Regions from separate parts of the Rattus norvegicus genome. Here region 1 is linked to region 2. Evidence: chromatin contacts called from public Hi-C data. All regions are on one chromosome and are shown on one strand. Each heading gives the region's core, a stretch centred on a gene start, on an enhancer-like site or on the middle of the called end of the contact. The rest is flanking DNA. Distances are from core to core; before and after follow the strand shown. Region 1 has its middle 12 kb from the start of Trnac-gca31. Region 2 has its middle 15 kb from the start of Dnajc13.

Region 1 (4,878 bases), core at 1,123-3,622, 120 kb before region 2:
ATTTCCTCCTTCACACAAAGTCTTTAGAATAAGCTGTTGATTTACACAATTTAAGCTAGCCCCATTCTGGTGCTTGGTATCATCCTATGGCTAGCTGTCTACATGTCCTTTTCTGCTCAAGGTCTGCAATTAAGTCTGACCTGATTCTCTGGCTAGTATGCTCCTTTCTGAAGGAAGCTCAGAGCTGTGGAGACAGCTCAGTGGTTAAAGCACCTGCCACACAAGAATGAGGACCAGAGTTCAGATGTGTAAAACCCAATGCCTGATGGGTATAGGGACACTCCTATAATTCCAGTGTTCTGAAGCAGAGTGAGCTGCCTAGGTAAACTAGCCATTTTTGTGCACTCTGGGTTCAATGACAGACAGGTTCTGCTTCAGTGAATAAAACAGAGAGCAACTGAAGAAGTCATCCCATGTTAGCCTCTTACCTCCATGTATAGAAACACACATGTACATGTGTCCTCCTCACCCCATGCACCCATATACATGTGAACAGACATACACATACATACATATACTCATATGTGAAAAACAATGAACAAATGACTATCTCCTGGATGAGACAATTGGATAAGAACTCTCGTTCCTGAGAGTAATCATTTGGGGTAAACTGCCCAGGCCTGGCAGCACACAACTGTAATTTCAGCACTTAGGAGACTGAGGCAGGAGGATCAGGAGTTCAAAGACAGCTTAGGCTACACAGTAAGACCCTATCTCAGAAAAACAAAACAAGCAAGCAAGCTAACAAACAAACAAGGAAAAGAAAATGATAGGTCAACTAAATTTGAATTTCAAATAAATAATAATTTTTAAATGGGATTTACTAAGTCTGTAAAATTATGTACTATTTATCAAAAATTCAAACTTGGGGTTAGGGATTTAGCTCAGCGGTAGAGCACTTGCCTAGCAAGCGCAAGGCCCTGGGTTCAGTCCCCAGCTCCGAAAAAAAGAAAAAAAAATCAAACTTAACTGGGCTTTCAATGCTTTCCTTTGATCAATCCAGTAACTCTACCATTTCTGTTTAATTCAGTTGACTTGAGCTGTCTTCATCTAAAGCTGAGTCCAGAAACATATAGAGGTACAGGTGAAATTTCACACAGCCAGCTGAGTTGGAAAAGGCCAACTGGTATACCTTGGTCTAGCTCTGGCAGAAATAGTAACATTCTGGCCATCTCTTCAAAGAAAGAAGCCAGGCATGGTGATAAAGGTAGAGAGCACAGCAGCAACTCAAGGCACAAGATGAAAAGGCACAGAGGAAGGGAGAAGCTGTTCTACCCAGCAAGCCTGTGCTTTTATGAGGAGAACCGCCATTACTGACGACAGATGAGGAAGGCAGGAAGACTTGTACCCACTCTCTACATTTCCATCTTCCATTCTATGAATTTACCAAGATGGCTGTACATCCTAGAAGACTCTCTTTGAAACAAGGTCTCACTATGTAGCTCAGGCTGGCTCAAAGCATGCAACCCCCCTGCCTCATTGTAGGGGTGTACCACTACCTCTAGCGATCAAAGCCTTGGTATCTGAGTGTCTTCTGTAGCTTTATAATTTACTATAGTTTCTCCTGCATAACAAAAACATTTCAAGGTGGTGCTAGGCCTGCTGGCACACACCTGTAATTCTAATATAGTTGGGAGGCAGAGGCAGGATCAAGGGCAGCCTGAGCTATACATCCAAACTATCTTTTTAAAAAAAGAAATAAATAGTCAATAAAACAAAAAAAAAACTAAAAAAGCACCCTGCTCTGATAGCATGTGCCTTTTAGTCCCAGCACTTGGGAGACAGAGACAGGCAGATCTCTGTGAGTTCTAGGACTACATAGTGTACACAGTTAGCCCCAGGCCAGCCAGGGGTACATGCCCTGTCTGAGAGGAGGCAGGATGTGGGGATAGCAAAACCTCCTATTTCTGTTGCTCACATTATATACTATTACAATGAGTAAAGGGAGAAACATTGAATTTTGTTCCATTTTCCAAGCATGCCTTCAAGTGAGAGGGGAGATGTGCTTCCACAAATTTCCCCAAATACCGAAAATTTTCCAAACTGAACATTTCTGGGCTCTCAGGGGCACCAAACTTACAAAGCTATGGGGTGGTGGTGGTGATGGTGATGGTGATGGGGTTAGTGGTAGAGGAGGTGGTGGTGACAATGGCTAAAGTTCCAGGTAAGTACAGAATTTGCATCTCCCACAGTTTCCAAGGTGATGCTGCTGGTGCTGGTTCAGAGGCCACACTTGGACCATTGTCTGATGAGAGTTTCCTTAGAGTCAGACACACTGCCTATTGAGACATTTTGCTCTGCTTCTTCTTGTTAGAATTTCTTTAGAGTAGAGGCCTAAAGACCACAGGCTGGTTAGGCAGCTGCTGTTGCTGATGACCACGCACTTGAACAATGTGGAGTTTCTACATCATGAGTCAGATGGTCCGCAAAGGAGGCTGGAGGAAATGAATCAAAGGTGATGCTTTGAGAATAGATATCTCAAGGAAGCTCTTCCCACTCCCCGGATACCACAGCCCCCTCCACCCCTTCCTTCTAAGGTTTTCTGAACTTCTCTGGCCACAGGAGGATTTCTTCCCCATTCAACCCTCAAGATTTCTGTCACCCAGAAAGATCAGCTCTGTAAATATAAAGCCTCCGAGTTCTATTTCCGAGTAGCTTGGGGTTAAGGGACCTAGTTGGGAGCAATGTCATCCATTCCTGGGGCTAAGCAGCGAGTTACCAACCTGTCAGAAGGATAACACACAGATCAATGATTCTCTGGCAAACGAAGAAGACAGAGCTCCCTACCAGAGCAATAATGGTTATATTTAGTGATATTTTCAGCCTTTGCCAAGGGCATTCTGACTTTCTACACTCTCCTGGGGCTTGGTATTCTGACCCTTGCCCTCAGCCATCTTTCCCAGGAGGCCCTGTGCGGTCTATTTCTCTTTAGAACTCTCTTGATGATTTTCTGTATTCCCACAAGCCCTTTGTGAGCTTCCTATAAGATCCAAACATTATTCACGTAAAACTCAACCAGCAAATTAAATGAAGCTATAGGGCCAAGATCAAACATAAGGAAAGCCAGAGGGTCAAAATACCTTACTCACTATCCGTTACACACCGTCTCTATTCCAAGAAGTGCAGGAATCCTCGGTGCTCTCCTCGAGATTCAGATCATCGTCTTCAGTCTGCTCTCATGTCCATCTCATCCATTTCTAACCGAGAGGAGCTCTTCTCCTGAGGATCCCTCAAAGCAGGGGTTTTCGTTTTGGTCTTTTGAGGGCAGATCCACAAAGGTGACCTAAGACACTGAGCTACCTCTTCAGTTGGTGGGCAGCATTTCCTCTGGGAATGTCAAAGGGGTCTTTGAGAGAATGTTGGTTTCAACTAAGACTTTGATTTCCACTCGGTCGCTGCTTGGCATTTCACTCAAAGCTGTGGCTAGTCAAGCCCTACCCATTTCCCCGATTTGTAGAGCCAAACAGATGATCGCCACTAAATGCATATAACAAATTAAATAAATCTGAGAATCCAGGCAATTCTTCTCCTCAGCATTCCTAATGTGATCAGCCACTTTCCATGTCTAGTGACTAATTTCTGGGATCCATCTGCCATTTTCTCCCTAATGAAGATTTCCCTGGAAGTCAAAATTAATATTTATCGTACTAAGTCATTTTCTTCCTGATGGGAGGGGGTGAGTGAGCTGGTGGGGGAGCACTCTCATAGAAGCAGGGGGAGGGGGAGGAGATGGGGGTTTCTGGAGGGGAAACCAGGAAAGGGGATACCATTTGATGTAAATAAAGAAAATATCCAATAAAAGAAAAGACATTAATGAGCAGAACAAAACAAAACAAAAAGAAAAAGAAAAAGAAAAAGGAGATTCCAAGTATTCTAGTGACTTCTTCTTTCCCTAATTGGTTGTTCTGATTTTTTTTTAAAAAGTGTTTCTGGAACTGTGTTCACCGGAGCCAGTTGTGTAAGTTATACCTGGGACATCTGGGTGCACTGGGAACCTGTGGGAGAATCTCCATTCCTAACCAGCTTCTGAAATGCCTGCTTTCTGGGTTTAGTTTATTTCAATTATGTGTTTGTCAGTCTGTGTGTTCTGTGTGAGTGCAGCACCCAAAGAAGCCAAAAGGGCTTCAGATCCCCTGGAGCTGAACTGACAGGGGGTTACGAGGCAACACCTTTCTCTAGGTGCCCATGTATGTTTACAGTCGATAAGGGTTGAACAGAACCACTCCACCTAATGCACTGTTTTAACTCTGGGAAGAACCCACAAGCATTTATCAAAATGAAACTTACCACTAGATCTAAAAGGCTGCTTCCCTTTCTTCTCCTCTATTTACCACTCACTGCATCCCCTCCGCTCCCCACAAGCAAGTGCCATGATCTCCAGGTCACGAAATATCTTTTTTTCCTCCAGAGTTTGATTCAAAACCCCCGGCACCATTTCTTGTCACCAAACTTGGAGCTTCACCAGACCATAATAACTTCTGAAGAAATGTGGCTCCTGTGACGCTAACCCAGCTTGGTATTCCTGATCCTGCCAGCCTAGTTCACCTTCAAGTTTAGCGAACATTTGTGCTGGAGGTAATGGGGGTTGCAGGCTGCCTCCTTTCCTTGGGGTAACTGGCCGTGTGTTCCTTTTCACAGGGGCCTGAAATGAGCGAACCCTAGTTAAATCGCCCCTCCTTCCTTTCTCTAGCCAAGCAGCCATACTGCTTGTCCCTGCACACACACTTCAAATGCCAACTGCCACCTTCCGGGTAGAAACAGCTTATTAAACCTCCCTTTGTATTGGCTCCACACTTCAAACACACTTCAGTAATTATACCTGTCACACCGCATTGTGGCATTTGTATCCCCATCTCTTCCCTCAACTAGATAATGAAC
Region 2 (5,161 bases), core at 1,321-3,820:
AGAGGGTTAGAGCGAATGTTTGGGCATAAAGAATCTCTTTCCTTTTACCAGACTGCTGGCAGTAATTGTGAAGATTCTGTAAAACTGAGGAATTCAGAGTGCCATTATGCGGCCATTTTGAACCATTATCTAATGAATACTGGGTCCAGACATTGTTGCAAAGGTGTATCAATTTTGATGTCCTCAGAAGAGGCATTAATTTTAAAGTTTTGAAATTCTCCAAAAGACATCCTAATGGTGTATGTGGGGATACAGTCAAAGACCTCGAATTTCCCACTGGGGGAAGTCACCAATTAATTTCCACCAGCGTCCCAGGGAAAATTAATGGCAACGGAAGAAATTTGCCAACGCCAGGTATTTGAGTTGTCACTCAGAATCCTGGAGGCTATGATGGGCTCCGACCTGCCAGAAAGCAATCCCACCCAGGCCTGGGGTTTTCCGTCAGCTGTGAGAGCCCAGATCGAGAATGGGGGTTGAGGGGAAGAAAGATCGCTTTCGAGGGAAGCTCTGCCCAATGATCGAGGTCCTATCTCATGAATGTTAGCTAAGGAAACTCCTGGAATCCCAGAAAAAAACTGGCCAGATTTTTGTCTGGGAAAGCAGGGTTCCCCCTGCCAACCGGGAAAAGAAAAGCCTAACAATAAATCGGGGTGGGGGGATTATGCCCGCAATCTGGTAGCAGGAGTGTGGAACTCTGGGGTCTAGGCAGCGAGAACTAGCAAAACGTGTCACGGAAGGCAGCTGCGGTTTACGCAGAAGTCCGTGCCAGCCAGGTGAAGCAAAACTCACATGGTCGAAGAAGTCTCGAACCTCACAGCAGCCAGCAGGTGGCAGTAGAGGCCTAGAAGACCCGGTGATTCAATTTGGAGCAGCGTGAGCAGCAGGATGAGCACAGAACTGTAGCGGTCCCCCCTCGGCCTGTCCTGTCCTGTCGATGCCGAGGCTGGCTTGCAGCGGTGGCCAAGGGGGAGGGGGGTAGTCACAGGGAAATCAGAAGCTGCGTGCGAGCCACCAATGTTATTAAAAATCTCATTGTTGGGGCTGGGGATTTAGCTCAGTGGTAGAGCGCTTACCTAGGAAGCGCAAGGCCCTGGGTTCGGTCCCCAGCTCCGAAAAAAAAAGAACCAAAAAAAAAAAAAAAAAAAATCTCATTGTTAAATATGGGCCCATGCCCATCCGGATAGAGCACACCAAACCAACACGGTTCCACGTGGAGAGATTTAATAGGAGAATGAGACAAGGGGAAGGGGCGAGAGAAAGAAGAGAAAAGAGGAGGGCAGAGGAAGTCTGCCTTTTATTTGGAATGTGCTGTAACTATTCCCAGGGGAAGGTGTGAATTGAGCCAAAAGGTCTTCTGGGACTGTATGGTTGTTGCCATGGCAATAGTAACTGACCAAACAGTGTTGCTGCTGAAGGCAATTCCTGATACCAACAAAAGTTACTTTCTAGAGAAAACTTGTCAGTATAGATGAAAATCTTCCCAGTCTAGACATGAATGCCCGGCTGTCCTACCGTTCGTTACAAAGCCAAGTTAGTTCAAGGCCTTTGGGGTCCAGAAACAGTAAAGTGACCCAGCTCCTCCTCCAAGATGCCCCCCCCCCCGAAATGCTGTGCAAACGGAATAGAAAAGCCTCTTGGAGAATAGCACTCCATCCAGATTTTGTTCCCACACAGCCTTCTGTTAGTGATCCTAATCCCCACGTCAAAGTGGAGTTTCTTTCTCCAAACGCAACTTGTGATCCAAGCAAAGGATCAAGAAATCATAACAGCTTTTAAGGCCATTAACTGAGGAGATTAATTGCCACAATCGAGGAAGACACACTGGTAGAGTTCTGGTAGAGTTTTAACACCTCTGACCACCATCAAGAACCTCGAGTGACCTAGGCATGATGTCACTAAGGAACGAATGAATGTCATCTGGAAGAGAACACTCAAGAAGTCTGTCTAACCAGAGGCTACGCCACGGATGAGATGGCGGTTATCCGTGGTGACAAACTCCAGGTGCGTCTAGGACTCTGGAGGAGCTGTGCGTTACTTTTCTCACTGTGGGGACAAGATGTAAGTGGGGGGAAGAAGGAGGATTGATTGTCTCATGGTCTGAGAGGAGATATTTATCTGGGTTCATGCAAGCACAGCCTGGGATGAGCTCACCTAAGGATGTGCTTCTCAAAATAGGCCTCAGTCATCAAACTATGCATTGCTGGATCTGAAGGCTCGCTGGGGTTTCAGATGCTAGTTTGTGGGTATGTTCTGCCACCTAGTGTTCATATGTGCTCATTACATGATTAAACATGCAAATAGGTTTCTTTTTCCTTTAACATCGGATCTTTTTCCTTTAACATCGGATTTTTTTCTTCTTTTTTTTTTTTTTTTTTTTTTTTTTGGAGCCAGGGCCTTGCGCTTACTAGGCAAGCGCTCTACCACTGAGCTAAATCCCCAACCCCTATTAACATCGGATTTTAATATACATATTTTTAACTCCATAGCCCTCCACCGCTACTACACAGGCACAGTCCAGCACAACGTGCTGGCAGTTCTATGCTGCAGTGCCTCCTGCGCCCCCTACAGTGTACAAAAACCAAAACACCAAAACCAAACCAACAAAAAACAAACCCACCCTCCTTACCTTCTATTCTGTCTAAAGGGTGGATTCTTTCTCAATCCACCTAGGTCCCCCGCTGTGGACTTTTATGTTGGACAAAACTGGAGTAGGCTACTACACATGGATCAATTGGCCATTGTGCTTGTTGGCAATAGTATTCTAACTAGAAACCCTGGTGACCCTAAGGGACAGTAGACGCTTCGCCTGACTCCCAGGCACCAGGCTCCATTCACTAACCGCAGCCCTTCATAGATTTGTGGCAACGCCCCAAACCCCTCCACAGGTAGAGGCCGTGACCACAGACGTAGGCTCAAGACAGATCTCCATTTTAACAAGGTACCTAAAGGTCTGGAGGTTTAGCCAATGAACTTTCCTTCCCAGACTCTCCTCCCTGCAAAAGGTATTTAATCTCAGGCCCACCCTGAGGAGTGGGGTACGGTTTTACTCATCCACTTTCCTCCATGACAATAAATGCCTTAAAACCATGGACTGTCCCTCTTCATTAGGATCTGCTGTAAGGAGCCATGGAGAAGACCTTTGCCTACAGAGTCGTTGTCTAATCTCCTGTAGAAGGCCTCTCTGTGCTCCCAGCCATGGTCGCAGCCAAACCAAGCTCAAGCCCATTGCAATCAAGCCAAAGGCTTTCCCTGAGACAAGCCGGAGCTCTCTCTTTCCCCCTGGGCCCCGGGCTAGAGCCAGACCCAGGCCCCTACTCCGTTCTCAGCTTTCCACAGCTCCCAGCTGCGCCTGGATGCCCAAGAGCCTGAGAACCAGATAGCCCGGGCCTCCTTGAAGGCCTGGGGATTCCCCCACCCCACCCCAGCTATGTCCTGCGCCACAGACAACGCTTCCCGGCCCCTGAAACAGTGTCCCAGAGTGCCCTATACAGCCTGACACCAGCCCTTCCACAGCATCGGGTAAGGGCGGTCAAACTTCCCACATCCAGCTTCCCCGGGCATCAGAGCCCTGTGGCGGAGCAGATGTGGGTCCCACAACCCTACATAGGCTCACATCAGAAAAAAACGTCATCTTCTATCTTCCAGTTCATCATGAAGAGAAGTCAGTGCAGGAAGCTGAGGCAGGATCTGAAGCAGAAGCCAGGCTTTAAAAACAAACAAACAAAAACTTCTGGGGCCACCTGCCGGGGACAGAAGGACTCACAATGGGTTGCACCTGGCTACATCAATCACCAATTAAGAAAATGCCCCACAGGCTTGCCTACAGGCCAATCTGATGGAGGAATTTACTCCTTGTGATTCTATCTTTCAGATGACTGCACCTGTGTGAAGCTGACCCAAACCAAACCCAAACCCAAACCCAAACCCAAACCCACTAACCGGGACTCCACGACTCAAACTTAAAGGGTTTTTTTTTTTAAATGCAAATTTGATGAGTGTGCCCATGAGTAACATACGAACCTGTGACATAGGAGATGCGGGTCTATATGGCTGTTGCTTGCAGGTCCCAGAAGCGCCTGGTAAAATATTGCTACCTGTAATACAGGGGGCTTTAGAGCAGTTACTGTATCGAGAACGCTGTTCTAAATGCTTAGCGGGGTTAACAGATATTTGAAATGGATATTACCTCTGCCTTCATCTCTCAAATGAGGAATCTGAGTACACAGTATGGTCAAATTCAGCATTTTTGGAGGATATATATATATGCAAAACAGAACGTAAGTCGATGCACGCTGGCTCTGAAGTTCAAGGTCTATTGCATTGGACAGACCGGACTCTGCAGATCTCCAGAAAGCCAGGCATCAGTCAGTGGAGGAGCTCTCAGCTGATGCTGGTTCTGTTGGTTTGAGGTTGACTATGAAGACCATTTGAGAAGTCAACAAACTGCAGAGAGAGGTTCGGTTACGCAAGCTTCTCCCTCTACCTTTTTTGAGATAGTGTCTTAGGGTTTCTATTCCTGAACAACATCAGGACCAAGAAGCAAGTTGGGGGAGGAGAGGGTTTGTTCAGCTTACACTTCCGCATTGTTGTTCATCCCCAAAGGAAGTCAGGACTGGAACTCAAGCAGGTCAGGAAGCGGGAGCTGATGCAGAGGCCATGGAGGGACGTTACTTGCTGGCTTGCTTCCCCTGCCTCGCTCAGCTTGCTCTCTTATAGAACCCAGGACCATCAGCCCAGGGATGGCACCACCCACAATGGGCTGGATCCTCCCGCTTTGATCACTAGTTGAGAAAATGCCTTACAGCTGGGTCTCATGGAGGCGTTTCCACAACTGAGGCTCCTTTCTCTGTGATAACCCCAGCTTGTGTCAAGTTGACACACAAAACCAGCCAGTAGAGACAGGAATTCGTGGAACGCAGGTTGACCGAAAATTCACCAGGTGGAGGAAGATCTTTAAATGACAGTCCTCTTGCCCACCCCACCCCAGCCCCTCACAAGTGTGGGGAATCTCAGAACTGCATCACCACACCTGGCTCTGTTATCCAAACTTATGATGCAAATTATGAACTGTGAGACCTCTGGGTTTGGGGTGAAGTATACTGCCATATTGTCTCTCCTTACTACTAGATCATACAAAGGATTTCCCTCCCTAGACCAAAAA

The links. Hi-C and Micro-C count contacts between places; a contact is called where the count stands out from the background.
Region 1: a Hi-C map of the A7r5 cell line shows a contact between it and region 2, with 4 times the contacts expected there. The contact joins two enhancer-like sites. A contact is called at or near these places in 8 of 12 Hi-C or Micro-C datasets (the A7r5 cell line, the Rat2 cell line, Schwann cells and 4 more).

The regions. Positions count from the first base shown.
Region 1 is chr8:113,884,460-113,889,337 of GRCr8, reverse strand. No RefSeq gene overlaps it. Among named protein-coding and RNA genes, the nearest start is that of Trnac-gca31, 12 kb to the left of the region's middle. Within about 2 kb of position 2,372, at least 4 of the 93 cell types and tissues checked have an H3K27ac peak or open chromatin away from gene starts, as enhancers often do. A contact at or near this core is called in the A7r5 cell line, where this site is marked.
Region 2 is chr8:113,768,835-113,773,995 of GRCr8, reverse strand. No RefSeq gene overlaps it. Among named protein-coding and RNA genes, the nearest start is that of Dnajc13, 15 kb to the right of the region's middle. Within about 2 kb of position 2,570, at least 12 of the 93 cell types and tissues checked have an H3K27ac peak or open chromatin away from gene starts, as enhancers often do. A contact at or near this core is called in the A7r5 cell line, where this site is marked.